Linked DNA regions of Rattus norvegicus: region 1 is linked to region 2. The links are chromatin contacts, called in public Hi-C maps. All regions are on one chromosome and are shown on one strand. The core of a region is the stretch at or near the end of the contact, and the rest is flanking DNA. Distances in the headings are between cores, read along the strand shown. Region 1 holds the start of Phospho1 (phosphoethanolamine/phosphocholine phosphatase 1). Region 2 has its middle 28 kb from the start of Zfp652.

Region 1 (2,700 bases), core at 90-2,589, 50 kb before region 2:
GGGGATTTAGCTCAGCGGTAGAGCGCTTGCCTAGCAAGCGCAAGGCCCTGGGTTCGATCCCCAGCTCCGAAAAAAAGAAAAAAAAAATCTGTGGGAAGGTGGGGTAGGAGTTCGTGTGTGTGTGTGTGTGTGTGTGTGTGTGTGTGTGTGTGTGTGTGTGTGTGTGTGAAGCTCTAAGCTTGAAATTCTCCTAATGGGGAGAGGGTAGAGCCCATAGGAAAGTTTGGGGAGTTTTTCACAAGAAACATACAGGCTGAGAATGGGGGTGAGGACTTCAAAAATGTCAAGCCTTCCTTGCCCCAAGAATAAGTATGTCCATCACTAGAAATTAGATCTGACAATTAAGCTAGGATTCCTGCCCCTAACAGTCCCAACTTTACAAACTCCTTACTTGTTCATTAACCCTTAATGGGGAAGGGGTGTTGATGGCAGAGTGGTCCAGCTTGCATCCTGGGCATCACACAGCACCAGAAATAGGATTAAAACTCAGGGGTCTCTACTGCCTTTTAAACTAGCTGAACTCTCCGTTGCTCCGGAGGCTCTGTAATTTTCCCGGTCCTAGGGAGTAATGGTCTGTGCGCTGGTGCTAGAGAGGAATCTGGGACTAGGCATCACCTCTGGGGGTTCCTGCCTGGAGTGGACAAGCAGAGGTGATTCTTCCTGGGTAGGGGCAGGGAGATGGCAGCTGCCGATGGGGTAGCAGGAGAGATATTTTTAGAGGTGACTGGAAAGCAGGCACTCTGGCACACCCCCAGCTGGCGGGCGCTTCGCTCTAATGCGGGCGGGGGGTGCGCAGCTCGGGGAGAAGGAAGGACTTGTGGGTGGCGGGGAGCTATGACAGTCCCCAGAGATGAAGGGACACTGGGCACCATGAACCTGGGAAAAAGGGGGGAAGAGGGTTCGGTTCTCTGCCCCAGGGGATTACCCCACCATCAAGCGCATGAAACACCCTCAAACTCCACACGGCCCCCACCCCAACATTGAGATCGCGGTCCTCCCGGAGCCCAGGACTCATGCGGGGCAGCGGCGGTCGCGCTGTCTGTCCCAGCTGAGTTTGGAGTGGAAGTAGTGGGAAGGGGGCTAGTTAAGGGATTTGGGGACAGGATGGAGCAAGGGGTGCTTACGGGAATTGGGGGGGACGCGGTCTTATCCACCCCCGGATTTCTGAGCTCCGGCTCACGCGTCCCTCCAGCCCCGAGGGACCGTGGATGATGTGCTTCTGCTCCGTCCCTTCCACCTGCCCCCCATCCCCGGGGCCGCCGCCGCGTCCCCTTTAAATGCCGGGGAGCCAGAGCCCGAGCCGCGGCGGGCGCTGCGGCAGCCGCAGCACCCGGGCCCACCGCAGTCCCCGCACGTCACAAGCGCCCAGCCAATCACGGCGGCGCCGGCGCACATCAAAGGGGCGGGCTGCCAGCGAGCCACGCCTCCGGGCTGTCCCGGAGGCCGCGCGAGTGGCGGGGAGACTGGGCGGGCGGGACGGGTGGAGCGTGGCGCGTCCCGTCCGAGGAGCGTGGGTGCGGGGCACCCTCTGCGTGCGCGTGGGCACGTGCGTGAGTCAGTGTCACACTGCCCGCCTCCCGCTGGGCTCGGCGCGAGGAATCTTCAGGCTGCCACTCCACCGCCCCGCAGTCCTGGCTCTGGAGCGCCACCGGACAGCCGGGTGACCGGCCCGCCGAGCAGCACTCCCTCCACGTGCGCCAAGCCCGGTGCCCTCTGCCCTTCCGGGAGGAGTCACGGCATCCTGCCGAGTCCTCGGAACCCTGTCCCTAGATTACCGGGTACTCGGGCTTGCCGGTGGAAGAACTCTCCCAATCCGCCCAAACTCGGGAATACAGTGGTGCAAATAAAAAAAATCCCGCTCTCTCCCAAGTGCTGGGAGTGCGCTCCTGGACCCCCATCCGCCGCTATTCCCCTCTGGAGAGCTTCCCCTTGCTTCCCAACCCTTAGGACACTAGGTTATGATTAAGAGAGAAGGGGTGAAACCTGGACTTTCTGAGCCGGTGCGACGAACCCAGGAGAAAAGACTTGTCCAAGAGTTCAAACACAAGAACATCTCACTTCAGTCACAGAACAGAATCTGTGAGGAGATGCACCCAGGCCTGGGTCTAACTTCAACTCTCCCAAAGTCCTCTAGCTTTGATACCAGTGCTCCGTGCTTTCACCAGCAAAAGGCGGATAGGCAGAAAAATTGCCAACCTGATGGACCACCCACCCAAACCTTTGAGGGCGACTTCTCCATTGCCCCAGCTCCCTCTCTATGACAGCGCCCCTTCACCTCTTACCTCGCTGAAGTCGGAGAGCAACTGCCAGGTACCTGGGCTGCTTCTACCTAGTGGTGCTCAGCTTGGCTTTTAATCTTGAGTCGGGGATGGGAGGGTGGGCCTCTTATAGTTTGTTCCTACCTATTCTAGGTCTGGCCCTGAGCTCCTAAATCTCCTGCCTCCTTGTTCCGTCTGATGGATTAAAGGCCTGAGTCGCCACGCCAAACCCTGCAATCCTTCCCCTTGCAGAAGCAGTTTGGTCTCCACACCCTCCCCTAAGACAGGCTCACACAGTCTTCAGCGTCTGTGTTGCATCTGTCCTCAGCCCTGCAATGCCCCCCTCCTCCGACCCTTTGAGACGGTTTCATGTGGCCCAGGCTAGTATGGGCCTTACTGTGTAGTTCAGAATGACCGTCAATTCCTGAGTCTCCACCTTCTG
Region 2 (2,779 bases), core at 163-2,662:
ATTCCATCCCATCCAAAGCAACAGGTCTGTCTGGTTTGTATTCCAGCCGGAGGTGGGCCTCCCCTAGGGAGAGGGGGAGATGCTGAGAGAACAGGACTGAGTGACTGACCCCCTTCATCTTGGAGTGGAAAATCTGGGCACAAGCCACAGAGCTACTGCCATGTTTTCTGACCCTCTTGGTAGTCTATAACGGTACTTTTAATTTTTTTTAAAGATTTTATTTATTTCATATAAGTGAGTACCCTGTCACTCTCTTCAGACACACCAGAAGAGGGCGTCCATTACAGATGGTTGTGAGTCACCATGTGGTTGCTGGGAATTGAACTCGGACCTTTGGAAGAGCAGTCAGTGCTCTTAACCACTGAGCCATCTCTCCAGTCCTTAATTTTTTATTATTTATTTATTCTGTGTGTGTGTGTGTGTGTGTGTGTGTGTGTGTGTGTGTGTGTGTGTGTGTGTGTAGTATGCCACAGTGCATGTGTGGAAAGTCAGGTCAACTTTTGAAGTCAGTTCTCCCCTTCCTCCATCCAGGTCCCAGAGATCAGACTCAATAGAGAAACAGATCGCCCTATGTAATACAAGCTGAAATTCACGATCCTCCTCAGTGTTGGGTTTACAAGTTGTGCACCACTGTGTCTGGCTGTCATAATTACAGGGTTGCATGTAGCCAAGGTTAGCCCCAAACTTGCTATCTAGTCAAGGATGAGCTTGAACTCCTGATTCTCGTGCCCCCACTTCCCAAGTTCTAGCATTACTGGCCTGTGCCAGTCACCGTATCTGATATAAGTAATCCTGGGGGTTGAACCCCAGACTTGGTGCATGCATACATCCCTAGTCCTTGCAAATCACACTTTATCACCCAGAACCAGGCCTGTAACCCCAGCTTCTTGGGAGGCTGAGGCAGTATGATTTAAAGTTAAAGGTTTGCATGGACTACAGAGGGAGTTCAAAGCCAACACGGGCAACGTCTTAAGACTCTGTCTCAAAATGAAGAACAAGAAAGGCTATAGCTCAACGAGTGCTTGCCCAGCGTGCATGAGGCTCTTGATTTTCAGTGCCACTCAAATCCAAAACAAAAAACAAAACTGCCCCACCACCACCACCACACCTACCCCAACACCACCCCCCACACCCAGTAGTGGCTAAAAAACACATTACCTCAGTTTCTGTTGTTAGGAGTCTGGTTCCTGGGCTTCCGTGAGACTGTTATCACATGCCCAGCCTAGACTCTCAAGGCTCTGCCCTGACTGGAGAGCCCTCTTCTAACCTCGAGAGTGCATCTCCTGGCAAGCCGTAGCAGATTGCTTCCAAGTTCACTCCCGTGGTTGTTGACCAGCTTCTGGCATTCTTCATAGCTGCCCAAGTGCCCTCGTGACTCAGCAGCTGGTGACTGAAGATCAAGGCCGCATCCTGAAGTGGTTGTGTTTTTGAAATAGTGTTTCATAGAGGCCAGGCTGGTCAGAACTTTCTAGACAGCCCAAGGATGCTTTTGAATTTCTCATTTTCCTGGCTCCACTTTCTGAGGGCTGTGATCACAGCTAAATTTCTAGGGTTCTGTATGATTTCACCTTGCCTGTCACATCTGTCATACTTCACTTACCAGGAGGAAGTCACTGAATCCAAGCCACATAAAGGAGGGCATCACTTACGGGTACAAGTACACCAGGAAGTGGGCTCGTCGTTGGGAGTTAACTGTCACAAAACTGATCTGGCAAGCACTGAGCTGAGCCTTTTACCTGCAGGACTTCACTTAACCCTCATGCTGACCTATGGCAGTGGTATCAACACTACTTGAAAACATGGGGACAAGCGCCAAGTGGCTAAACTGCTTGCTCACACCCATGGACTATGATTCAGCGGGTCTCAACCTGTGAGTCACATGTCAGATATTCTACATATCAAGTGTTTCATTATGATTAATAACAGTAGCAAAATTACAGTTATGAAGTAGCAACAAATTGATCTTGTGACTGGGTGGAGGGTCACCACAACATGAATGGTATTAAGGGGTGGCAGTGTTAAGAAGACAGAGTCAGGCTGGAGAGATGGCTCAGTGGTTAGGGGCACTGACTGCTCTTCCAGAGGTCTTGAGTTCAAATCCCAGCAACCACATGGTGGCTCACAACCATCTGTAACGGGATCCAATGCCTTCTTTTGGTGTGTCCAAAGACAGCTACAGTGTATTTATACATACATAAAATAAATTAAAAAAAAAAAAAAAAGACAGAGTCACTGAACTGTGTGGTGGAGGGGAGATGTACCCTGTGCTCAACTTTGAACAAGCTCACGTGTTTCTGCTTCCTTTGCTGTAAGAGTTCCTTCCCCGGTATCTGGAGAAAAATCAAGGTTGTGCAGATTGAGTGGAGCTGAACTGGTGACAGTCAGAGGGCTGGAAACCCCAAAGTTCCTGAATGCAGAATTCAGGAACAGGGCTGGGAACATGGGACGCATGCCTGAAGGGAAACCTGAAATGGTTGTATGGGTGAAATTCTCCCTCTGTCTTTGAGAACAGAACAGAGGAGGCAGGGATCTAGAAACAAATGTCAGTGCTGACAATTGCACTCTAAAGTATTACACTTCACCGGGCTCACCTAACATCCCAGGGCTCAGGAGGCAGAGGCAGGCACATCTCTGAGTTCAAGGCCAGTCTGGTCTACTACAGAAAAAGTCCAGGCTGGCTAGGGCTACATAAACAACAAAAAGTACTACACTTCTTGTACAGGGGTCTATGCAAAGGTATCAAGTCCTAGTAACTATTAAGCCAAAATCTGTGGGCCGT

The links. Hi-C and Micro-C count contacts between places; a contact is called where the count stands out from the background.
Region 1: a Hi-C map of Schwann cells shows a contact between it and region 2, with 2.4 times the contacts expected there. The contact joins the promoter of Phospho1 here to the enhancer-like site in region 2. A contact is called at or near these places in 3 of 12 Hi-C or Micro-C datasets (the A7r5 cell line, the Rat2 cell line and Schwann cells).

Annotation. Positions count from the first base shown.
Region 1 is chr10:81,257,449-81,260,148 of GRCr8, reverse strand. It overlaps Phospho1 (phosphoethanolamine/phosphocholine phosphatase 1), which reads right to left and starts at 1,339. Exons shown (of 3, transcript NM_001105833.1): 1 at 1,125-1,339.
Region 2 is chr10:81,207,179-81,209,957 of GRCr8, reverse strand. No RefSeq gene overlaps it. Among named protein-coding and RNA genes, the nearest start is that of Zfp652, 28 kb to the right of the region's middle. Within about 2 kb of position 1,412, at least 11 of the 93 cell types and tissues checked have an H3K27ac peak or open chromatin away from gene starts, as enhancers often do. A contact at or near this core is called in the A7r5 cell line and Schwann cells, where this site is marked.